Linked DNA regions of Sus scrofa: region 1 is linked to region 2. A link is a contact called in public Hi-C data. All regions are on one chromosome and are shown on one strand. The core of a region is the stretch at or near the end of the contact, and the rest is flanking DNA. Distances in the headings are between cores, read along the strand shown. Region 1 overlaps LOC106507788 (a long non-coding RNA gene). Region 2 holds the start of GC (vitamin D-binding protein).

What was found. Hi-C and Micro-C count contacts between places; a contact is called where the count stands out from the background.
Region 1: a Hi-C map of liver shows a contact between it and region 2, with 6 times the contacts expected there. The contact joins the enhancer-like site here to the promoter of GC in region 2. A contact is called at or near these places in 7 of 47 Hi-C or Micro-C datasets (embryonic fibroblasts, fetal liver, liver and 1 more).

What each region holds. Positions count from the first base shown.
Region 1 is chr8:68,490,031-68,495,953 of Sscrofa11.1, forward strand. The region is part of intron 1 of LOC106507788 (a long non-coding RNA gene); the gene reads left to right. Among named protein-coding and RNA genes, the nearest start is that of NPFFR2, 79 kb to the right of the region's middle. Within about 2 kb of position 3,916, at least 2 of the 83 cell types and tissues checked have an H3K27ac peak or open chromatin away from gene starts, as enhancers often do. A contact at or near this core is called in liver, where this site is marked.
Region 2 is chr8:68,357,140-68,363,322 of Sscrofa11.1, forward strand. GC (vitamin D-binding protein) reads right to left here and starts at 3,123. Exons shown (of 13, transcript XM_003356971.4): 1 at 2,879-3,123. The coding sequence starts at 2,936. It overlaps LOC110262121 (a long non-coding RNA gene), which reads left to right. Exons shown (of 2, transcript XR_002346694.1): 2 at 1-224.

The DNA of each region.
Region 1 (5,923 bases), core at 2,666-5,165, 130 kb after region 2:
ACAGCAGAAATTGACACAACATTGTAAATCAACTATACTTTAATAATAAAAAAGAAAATCTCCCTTTTGACACTGGATTTTGATGGATTTACAAATCCTTCCAAGGCTGACAAAAATGTAGCTCAGTTTTATAGCAGGTTCTTTTGGATATGCAAATACTGTCAGGGCAAATGAAGCTTGGAGCCTTGTTACCTCTCTGAATCTATTCTGAGAGTAAGCATTTCTTATACTATTTAGCAGAAAGGGAGTTTAAATTATCTGGTCTTTCACTCATAGAGTCTGAAACTCCTATTATTTTTTTTTCTTTGGCTTTATTTTAACTCTAATTATTTGTCCTATCTCAATTCAAATATTTTTTCTTGATCAGTTTTTCCAAAAGTTTGCCTGTTTTTATGAATGTTTCTATTTTTGTGTATTTTCCTGAATATCTCCATTGCATCTTTGTTTCCTGTTGCACCAATTTATGTTCTTATCCAGTTTCTCTATTCATGTATTTTAGAGATTTTCAAATTATTTTGCTTTCCTTTTTTAATTTATGAATTGAAAACAATCTGTTCTTTAGGTCATGTAAGACATCTCATTTATTTATAAATGATGTATTTTTATCACTCAGTTCCAAAAATTTGTAGTTTTCTTAAGATTAATTTAGTGGTATGGTTTATTTAGTAGTATCTCTTCAACCTACATAAAATAGAAGACTAGTATAATGGATCTCCATGGATCATCCCTCAGCTTCTCTAATTGTCAACGTTGTCAATGATGTTTCAATTACCCCTACTCACCATTTCCCTGCCACTGTATTATTTGGAAGCATATCTAAGATACCAACTTATTTCATTCTTAAATACTTCAGAATGAAGTTCAAAAGATAGACTTTTTTTTATAACATAATCACAATATCATTATCACAGCTAAAAGTTTAACCAAAGTACCTTAATATTTTTGAAGAGTCAGTGTTCTAATCTTCCCTCTCTCACATTTTTTTCTTAACAATTCACTTGCTTGAATCACTCTTCAAGCAAACATTGTTCTCATCTTGCATTTGTTGATGTGACTCTTATGCCTCCTAGTCTGTACATTCCCTTCCCTTTTCCTTTCTTTCAATTTACTTGTAGAAGAAACTAGTCATTTGTTGAGTGTAATCTCCCATATTCTGGATTTTGCTAATTGCCCATTGCTCTGTGCCTGGTATTTCCCATGAACTGATTTTAGATCTTTAGGCATTGGATTGGATTTTCTTCAGAGTACATCAGCTATGGTGGTGTGTATTTCATATTGCATCGTATAAGGAGGTACATAATGTATGGTTATCTCTTTTTAAAATGCTTATATTGATCAGAGAATTCAGGCATTTTCACTGTGATCTCTTCAGTATAAAGTCTTTCATCTGATCTTCAATGGTTTTAGCAGCCACTCACCATCATTACATAGGCCCTACGTTCTTTGTTAGATCTTATAAAATGATGATATTCTTCTTCTAGCGCTTCTAGCACTTTTTGTATTGTAATTCTATAACTTACTAACTGGGATATTTCTATGATGATGAACTTTCTGTCATTAATTGGTTATACAAATTATACCTGAAGTTTTAATTTGTTTAGGAAAGGTATCATAAATGCTTACTATGTTCCATTTATTCATCAGTTTCCAGATAATAATTTCATTCCTTAACATCCCCAAAGATGAAAAGCATACTTAAAAAAATAGGTATCATTATGAACTTGTGAATTTTAACAGATCTGATGTGCTACAATTCAGTGCAGTTATTCTTTTCTCTCCCCTAATTGAGTTTGATGAACATGCTTCTCTGTTCCTAGTTATTTGATTTCACCTAGTGGCAAAAGTTCTGATTCTTTCTTTAATGTAAATTTTACACTTGAAAATAACATGTGTATAAGTCCACAAATCATAAGCACATAACTCAGTAACTTCAAGCAGCACCCCTTACATTTGGTAGTGTTCTAAGGGCAACCTTTCCTGAATTCTAACACCATAGCTTACTGCTGACTATTTTTTACATTAATAAAAGTGGCTTCATATAGTATGTAGCCTGTTTTACTTCATTCCATATTTTGTAAAGTTCATCTCTCTTGCTCCCAGTAGCAATAAGCTTGTTGATCATTGCTTTTGTATAATAGTTCATGCATAGATATGCACTGTTTATCCATTTTATATTGATGATTATTGCATTATCCTCAGGGTTTGTTTGGCTGTAAGAATAGTGCTTCTATGGGCATTTTGTACATGTCTATTGATGAGCATATGTATTTATTGGAGACATACCTACAAGTGGAATTTCTGAGTTAGATGATGCATATATATATATATGTAATATATATATAATAAAGAGTATTTGTATGTGTATATATAATACATATTTGTATATATTTCAGTCGTAGTACATATTGCTAAACAGTTTTCCAAAGTAGTCATACTAGTATTATTTTGACATTTAAATTGTCTGATTTTTGGCCAGGAGAAGCTCCTCTATTGAAACACACACACAAATATTTTCAGAATAAGAGTACCAGTTTTGTTTTTAACAATATGATTATTGAACATAAATGGCAGATTTCCTTGTCCACAAGATATATCACACAGGAGATACAGAGTCTGAAACTAACTTTAGATATTTCTCTTTGTAATTATGTAATCAACTAGTAACATGGGTCCATTTGTTTAACTCTTCTTGCAAATTCATTTTTTTATTTTGATTTAACTTTTATATTTTATAAGAATAAAGAATTTAAAACACTTCCACATTTGTAGCTTTTAAAGTCACTGTTTTATCACTAATTTCAAAAGTAAGTTGCACTTCAGCGAAAATGACAATTTTTAATATAACATTAAAAAAACTTGGCCATTTAGAAAACATTCCCATGTTTTTAAAAATACTACATTATTCTAATTATTTGAAGTAGTATTTTAAAGACTTCATTAGAGCAAACTTATAAATGGCATTGCTAAAATTTTCTCTATCCTTTCTAAGAAGTGAGAGTCGAATTTTCCAGGCCTGCATCCCTTCAGCTGGCCTGCTAAAGAATTATGCTTCCTGCAACGCTCCTTCATAAACCAAGTCACCCTAGCTGCTTAAGGCAGCGGATTCTGGCTCACCACAAAACATGGACCCCAGCTCTCTAAAAGTGCCAAAAGGAAGACAGCTAGTGCATATCTAGCATGAACACCAATGTTCATGTGGGAATCCTGTAACATGTTTCCATCCCACACTGTGGTATCTGCTGGTCTTGGACGCTAGCCCCTCATCTCCCCAGGAGTAGGCAGATCGTCCCAAATGCATAAGTGGGGATGTCAGGAGAAACAGCCATATTCACATTCTCTCACATTTATTGCTGCTATATCACAATCCATGATGACACCAGAGGAATGGTTAGAGCTTTTTTAATGAGCTGTTGGAAGCCTCATGACCCAATCATCAGGCTCTCTCAGTGGGAGTCTGCAGTCTGGCCCTTCCACATTGCTCTGTGCTGCCATCTTATGACACAAGGGGGACCATGCAAGCCTGCTACTGATCCTGTCTTCCTGAATTTCCCCCCAGAGAATACCAGTCCAGCAAGCCTTATGTATCTGCTCTCTGATCATTTGCCCCTGTTTGTATAACATTACTAATTTATTGCTGTTTCATCAATTAATTAAAAATATTAAATAGAATATCCTGCTTAGGATATTGGTTAGTAAACATCTCCTTGTAGGACACAACCAAGCCAAATAATCGTGGCTGAGAGTTCTGGGGACTTGGAGCTCTGACAGATGCAGTTATGGAGATGGTGGGTGGTTTGGCCCAGTTTTTAGAAAGGAGATTGTGTTGTCCGCCTGTCTGGCCCATTCAGAGGCACAGAGATTCACAGATTTTTCATGGGGATTGGTAGCTGTAGCTTCAAGCAATGATCCTGTCTTGGGTCCACCATTGCCTGCTGTACTATCTCGGTTCCCTTTACCCTCCAGAAGCCAAATTTCATACTACCTGCTTCTGTACTAACACTCTAGTTAGACCCACAGATGAGCTTCTGCCAAGCTATGTTGCTATGGAATTTTTTTTTGTCTCATTTACATGACATTTTTATCAGTTTGGAACAGGTTTTTGAAACAAAACCTAATATTCCACACTGATCTTTCTGCAAATGTTTGACATACATAATTTAAAGTCCTTTCTATTTTCTATTACTTTAAATTTGTTGGCTCTAATGTGTTTATTTTATTGCTTTAACACTGGATTTCTTTAGATTTGATTTCGATTTGGTTTCATTTTATTTTACTTTTTTAGGTTTAGAATTGTCGTTTGGTCTTGAGTGGGAAGTTGTCCACTTACCTATTTTCTGTTTACCCTTTCCTGCCTGGTAGTTTTGTGGCTGTTTGACCAGGTCTCTGAGGCCCAGGTCTAGAAGCAGGACTTAGACTCGTGGCTCAGCACATCCATCCCATGGCTATTTTCTAGATCCAGCAACTGAGTCAGCTGGCATTTATGCCCAGCCCTGACACAAGTTATCTTTGTTTCCTCCTGGCAAATTGCACACAATTCAGCCTTGAGTAAGTATCAGACATTTTCCACTTTTGGGGAATTCTGCCACAATCCTTACATTCATGGAATGACACCACATTTGACCCCTGTAATAGTCTCTATTATATTATGCAAACTTACATCTGCCTCCCCACTGGTTTTATGATCTAGGTCCATCAAGGCTTTGACCTTAGCCTCAGTCTATTGCTCTGTATTTCTAGTCCAAATAAGTGTTTATCTTGATTTGAATATAGTTATTTTTCTAAAAAAAAATTACACGTCCGTCACTGTTCTGTATTTGGAGAATCTTATGTCATAAAATGAAAGAGCGCTCAAAAATTGGGGACTTAAAAACAGGACAGAGGAGGCATTTTGAAGTGGTTCATCCTGGCCAAAGCTGGGACAATTGAAGCTTTGAGATAAAAGATGATAGTAATGGATTAAAATCCATTGAATGAAATTAAAAGCTGTGAGTTAATACTGATAGCAATCAGTAAATGAACAAATGGCAGAATATCAGCTATTAAGTACAAAAAGAAATGATGAAAATTATTTTAGCATAATGGAAAGACAAAAAAGAAAGTAAATACAGTAAATGTTAATTATGGAATTCGAGTGATGTTCTTTATATTATGATTGAACCCTGTGTTTTTATTTTAAAGTGAGAGTATGAAAAACAGCAGCATTGAAATTCACAAACTCTGTTGATTCAAGGAATGCAAAAAGCTCAAATTAGGAAATATAAGCAAGTAAAAACAAAGAAATATATTTAAAGGAGAAAAATATATTAAATATCTTAATAGATCCTGTGAAGAATGTTAGGCAATATTCAACATCCATTTGTTTTAAAACAAAAACTTAGTTATGTGGAATGGAAGTAGCATAGTTTATGTGATAAAACTACCATCTCAAAGCAAAATTTAGCCTTAGGAATATACTAAAATAAAAAAGATCTTCCCATTAAAGTTAATAAAAAAAGATGTGAGTACTTGCTTTTATCACAGGTTTTTATACCTTGGAAATATCATATCTCTAATATTATAAGTAAGAAAATAATTTTGAAAAATACTATTTTCACAGCATATGATTATATAGAGAAGCAAATATAGGCAATAGGGAAACTATTTAAGTTTTTAAGGTAAAAATCAGTGCCAGTGTATAAATCCATGACATAATTTTGAAAACACATTAAAAAATAAACCCGTGGTAAAAATAGGATAAAGCCTTTGAGTTATTGAGGAATTTTAACAAATTTATGGAAGGTAGAAAATATGAAAATTCATTTTACGAGAGAGCAAACGAGTTGAGGAAGCCACAGGTATGAATACATATAGAAGTACCATGGAATTTGTCTTCATTCTGCCTGAAAGAATTTTTAAGAGACTGAGAGCCTGGAGTGGGTAGAGA
Region 2 (6,183 bases), core at 1,873-4,372:
TCTTGAGATGACATTGCCCTTGTTCGGTTAACCCAGCATTATTTTTCTCTTTTGTCAGCTGACTAGCAATTTCTATTCTATCTGCAACCTTCATTCCTCTCTGTGGTGTAAGCCATCCTATTGGCAGGTTCTAGACATTAGGATGTTGACATTTTTAGAGGGTTCTCACTCTGCCTACCGTACACTCACTACTATTTAAGCCTGAGATTGTACCATCAGATGACTTCTAAGACCTGAATTGGGGTGGCTTTATATCAGACAGTCTGATCACTGGGACCCCAACAGCCAGCTATACGTGTTCACCCCTATCACTTCATTAACCTCCCAATAGGGTACCTAATTTTTACGTAATTCACTTTTAGATTTTACTTTACCATATTTGTATCAGTGTTGGCATATTTTTGTTGTTGTTTGTCTGGTTTTTGTTTTTGCTTTTTAGGGCCGCACTCGCAACATATGGACGTTGCTAGGCTGGGGTCCACTCGGAGCTACATCTGCCAGCCTACACCACAGCTACAGCAATGCAGGATCTGATCTATGTCTGCCACCTACACCACAGCTCATAGCAACTCCAGATCCTTAACCCACTGAGCAAGGCCAGGAACCGAACCACAGCTTCTTGGTTACTAGTCTGATTCTCTTCTGCTGCACCACAATGGGAACTCCTGCACTGTATTTTAATACGAATTGATTGGGAAAGGGATGGGTGAAGGAAGCCAGTTCAACATCTGAAACAAGGGCTAGGGCAAGGACGGTATAAAGGAAATGCAATGTAGTAGATAAGAGAAGCAGAGTTCCCAGACTTTTGAGAAAGGGATGTATGCAGGGGCTAAAGGAAGTAGACAAAAGGGATATACTGAGGGTGCTCTGTGCAAGGCTGATGTATTTCAGGGCTGAAATTTGTAGAATATCAAAATGACTGAATATAGATAACAAAAATGAGTAACAAACATGATTTGGAGGTGATCATTCCAGGAAAATAGGGAAGTTAGTAAACAGAGCTGGTTTCATGAAGTAGGAATGAACTGGGGTTTGGATCAGTTGTGGCTGATCACGGGGTGCAGGCATTTTAGGAAAGAGCCCATATATTCGGGAAACTCCAGGTAAAATTTTTGTATTCTGATCTATATCTCAGAACACTTAGGACAACAAAAGCATTGACGGTGAACCAGCGAAGAAGGACTAATGTATGCCTTATTTCTTAAACATGTTTGGCCATAGAAACTTGTTTCCAAAATGAGACTTGATGGAAATGCACCTTGGGAAAGGGGTTCTAGACAAAGGCTGTGGGTAGTCAGTCAATTCCCTAGAACTATAAAAAGCAGAGAGAATGGCAGCCCAAACTAATCTTTCAGCAACCAAAATTCTTCCAACGTCTTTAATGTGTACTATGTAACCTTCCGCCAGTAATGATCGCACCTAGCTTTCGGGTAAATCACTGACTTTGTATTTCGGTCACGTTCAGATATTATAGAACAGAGGACTGATGGGTCAGGACTACTCCTCCAAGATACTGGACATTTAATATGTAGATAACTATTTTATGTCTCAGGAGTCATTATCTGACCTACGGCGCACGAGTAATCAAGTTCATGTGAAGTTCAGACCTTCAAGGGAGCCGACTTGAAGTTTTTAGCATACACGTCATCAGAGGCTGAGAAAATAAATACTAAGAGATGTTGAAATAGAGGTTGCAAAATTTTGTTAGCCCCCAAAGCACTGTAATTCTTTGGCTTGAAGTCAGTGTATACTTACTGAGTCAATAGTTCAAAATGGTGACTCACAATCCACATTATGGCATCCACATATACTCCCAGGGTCTACTGGACTTTGTGTGTTTTGAATATTCACATCCGAACCTACTCTAGTAGGACTTTTCAGATTCCTATCTGCTCCATGGAAACCCTGGGCAAAGTAGTAAGCTTTCAGAGTTCCTGGGCCCTGGCCTACTCAGAGGTCTTGCAAGGGACACAGATAAGACAGCATTGAAAATAATTTGAGTGAAAGTGAGGTTTTTAAAAGAAGTGAATATAAAAAGAATCAAAGTCAGGAGTAAAATTGTCAGTTAATAACTGGTAATTCTTGGGATACACACATTTTATTCCACTGGTTAAAGGTTATTAATATGAATACTGATGTATGACTTAAGTAAGGCTGTTAACTGGCAGCCCTACATGAAACTAAAATTTTCAAAGCAAGATGAATGCAGCTTCCTTTTATAAGCATTAAAAAATAAGCCAGAAAGTAAATGGAACCTTATTGTGAATTTTGCAGCTTGGGAACTTTCCATAAAGCTACGTATTACTCATAGATGAAGATACCATTTGATTAGTAACATTAATGAAAAATAGAGCTCAAATATGGTCATGTTTCATAGCTATCAAATTCTTTTATGTGAGGTATTTTAGAAACTGTAATGCATTTTCAAATATTACATACAGAGAATTCCTTGAAGATCAAAGAAATCTCAGTTGACTTTATGCATCACTGACATGGTGTGTTGTGTTCTTAATGGCAATAAATATTTGAAGTCTGAAAGAATGCTCAGTGATGGACCACAGCCCCCATTTCCATTCCCTTTTATCAAATAAGTTCTAATCGTGATGTATTCTTTCAGATATTGGTTATCAAGAAAGCAGGGAAGGATAAGTAACAAATTATATATTTTTTTTCTTTAATGAGATTCTTATCTTGATTTCTTGGCTATTCTATTTGAATAGTATACGTCACATTTGAGCTAGGTGAACCCCCTTTGAGTCTTCTTCCTCTCTCCAACATATTCACCAATTGTTTTTTACCTTGTGTATAATTTTTTTAAAATGGTTATAAAATTAGATGAGTGAGTTCTTATAGATGGTCACAGCGCTGGAAGTCTTACCTCTTTCTAAAGCATGCACAAATGCTACAGCAAGCAGGAAAATCAGAATCCTCTTCATTTTTCTGCTGGCAAGTCCTGCAGTACCCCCTGTCTCCTGTAGATTACAGAGTAAAAAATGGCAGCCCAAAGTAACCAATTCCCTTTACTAAGATTCCTGACTATGAACTAATAAATTATTAATCTCTACACGGAAGCAAGGGTGGTCATCCTTGGCCCACAAGAGATAAAATGTCATCAATCAAGGCAAACAGACAACCTGGGGGATGTAGTGGAAAAATCTAAGTGATTTTAATCATTAACTTTGCTGAACTGCAAAAGAGTCAGAGTATATGTAGATTTCTTTTCCCCCTACTGCTGCTGTTTTTCTAAAGCTTTAATATTAGTGGGCACATTTCTTTCCTTCTTTGTGTCCTCTTTGGACATTGCTTATCCTTCTCAAGTGTATAAATGGAAATTTGGAGGTCTTCCTCTTTGTTTAAACCTACTACAAATATGGTTCATCTTAAAATATTGAAGACTAGATGTTTAATAGCCAATTTATCACAATTACTCAAATTCATAATTTTAATGTTACAAATTTTATTGATGATGAGATAGTACTTTATATGCCATATTACACACATGCATTTCTCAAGTGCTGACATATGTATTAGAAACAACCTTTGGGGAGTTCCCGTCGTGGCGCAGTGGTTAACGAATCCGACTAGGAACCATGAGGTTGTGGGTTCGATCCCTGGCCTTGCTCATCGGGTTAACGATCCGGCGTTGCCCTGAGCTGTGGTGTAGACTGCAGACGCGGCTCGGATCCCGCGTTGCTGTGGCTCTTGCGTAGGCAGCTCCGATTCAACCCCTAGCCTGGGAACCTCCATATGCTGTGGGAGCAGCCCAAGAAATGGCAAAAAGACAAAAACAAAACAAAACAAAAAAAACCCTTGGGAGTTCCCACTGTGACTTAATGGTGATGAGCCCAACTAATATCCATGAGGATGCAGGTTCAATCCCTGGCCATGGTCAGTGGGTTAAAGATCCGGCATTGCTGTGAACCGCATTATAGGTCTCAGATGTGGCTCAGATATGGTGTTGCTGTGGTGCAGTCCAGCAGCTGCAGCTCCAATTCGACCCCTGTTTGGGAATTTCCATATGCTGCTGGTGCAGGCCGCGCCCCCCCCCGCCGCCCCGCTTTTTTTTTTTTTTTTTTAAAGGAGAGAGAAAGAAGCCTTGAAGTCAGGTAAGTAGTAACTGGAGAAGTTAAATGACTTGACCCAAATCACAAAAGTTAGTGGCAAATCTTGGACGCTCTCCAACTAATTTAAAGTTCTTTTTACTCATACTATACAGGTAGTACATTTTAGGGTAATATAACTTGACAGCTCACAGGTGGTCTTGTAGAATGCAAAATCCAACATCTTCACTTTAAGAAGGAACTAAGCCCCAGTGATTCACTGTTCATCCCATCATTGGAATCAGGTCAGTCCCTTTTTAGGAAACTTTTTTTTTTAGTCCCTTTTTAGGAAACGGGGTCAGATAAGGATCGGGTGGGTACACAAGCTCTAGAATCAAATTCCTACTAGGCTCTTATTGGCTGTGTCACCTGGGGAACTCATTCTGTCTCACTCAGCCTTTGGAGATAACTCTCAGTACCTTTGTCACAAGGTTGTGAGCTAAACCAAGAGAGTGTGCAGGGTCTGCCATAACATCAAACACATGGTAGCATCCATCAATCTTTTTTTTGGGGGGGGGTGCCCTGGTGGCATATGGAGGTTCCCAGGCTAGGGGTTAAATAGGAGCTACAGCTGCTGGCCTGCAACACAGCCACAGCAATGCCGGATCTGAGTCACACCTGCAATCTACACCATAGCTCACAGCAATGCCAGATCCTTAACCCACCGAACCAGGCCAGGGATTGAACCCACGACTTCATGGTTCCTAGTCAGATTCATTTCCGCTGTGCTACAAAGGTAACTACTATGCATTAATCTTAACTCCTGCTCTTATTATAGTTCTTGCCCACTCTTGTCACTGGCTCTCCAAATTTATAAGATATGAGAAGGTGACTGAAACTAACAAGGTCTGGAACTCAGTGGAAAACCTTGAAACCGGCCATATATCTTGGGTCTAGGACCATGATAGATAAGAGACCTAGAGTTTTGATTTTGGTTTAGCTAAGGACTAACTGCATGGGAAGATTCCATCAAAATATCAAATTGCACTAAGCAGCTACATTTTTAGTTGGATTCCCAGTCTATATTGAAAATAGTTGAATGTTAAATTCAGAAGCTAGACTCCAGCTAGTTGGAAAAGGATAACTAAGTATGATTCAAGCAGAGAGATTGCTGTAAGGCCAATGAAATCCATATGGTAAAGGAGAATAGAAGACATTCCCAATAGTGCTAGAGACAATACGGGAAAATAGTCTTATTGCTTAAGGACCAACTATATGCTATCCTGCCTGCTGCAAGTCTTCTAAAGTTCTTTAGTTAAACTGCTGCCTTTACAAGTTAATTTAAAAATGTGTCTTAGGGAGTTCCTGCTGTGGCGCAGTGGTTAACGACTCCGATTAGGAACCATGAGGTTGCGGGTTCGGTCCCTGCCGTTGCAACGATCCGGCGTTGCGGTGAGCTGTGGTGTAGATTGCAGACACGGCTCGGATCCCGCGTTGCTGTGGCTTTTGCGTAGGCCGGTGGCTACAGCTCTGATTCGACCCCTAGCCTGGGAATCTCCATATGCCGAGGGAGCGGCCCAAAGAAATAGCAAAAAGATAAAAAAATAAATAAAAATGTTTTAGTTTTACTAGAAACTGTCTGGAAATAAAACTCTAAACAAGTGCCAAAACACTTAAAAATAGCAAACCCAGAATTCAGAATAACTGAATAATTATTAACACATTATAGTTAACTGTTTTTCTTTTTTCTTTTTTGCTTTTTCTTTTTTCTTTTTTGCTTTTTAGGGCTGTACCTGTGGCATATGGACATTCCCAGGCTAGTGTTCCAATCAGAGCTACAACTGCTGGCCTATGTCATAGCAACAGCAACACTGGATCCGAGCTGTGTCTACAACCTACCCCATAGCTCATGGTGATGCCGAGTCCTTAACCCACTGAGCAAGGCCAGGGATTGCACCCATGTCCTCATGGATACTCATTGGGTTTGCTACTGCTGAGCCAAAGGCAACTCGTATAGTTTCCATTTTTAAGGTGATATAATATATGCATTTTTATAGTTTTTTAATTAATATTTTATCTTCTGATTAATTCATTCAAAGATACATTGGATTGTTTTCCATTTATTTTGCTCCAGAGTTTAAGA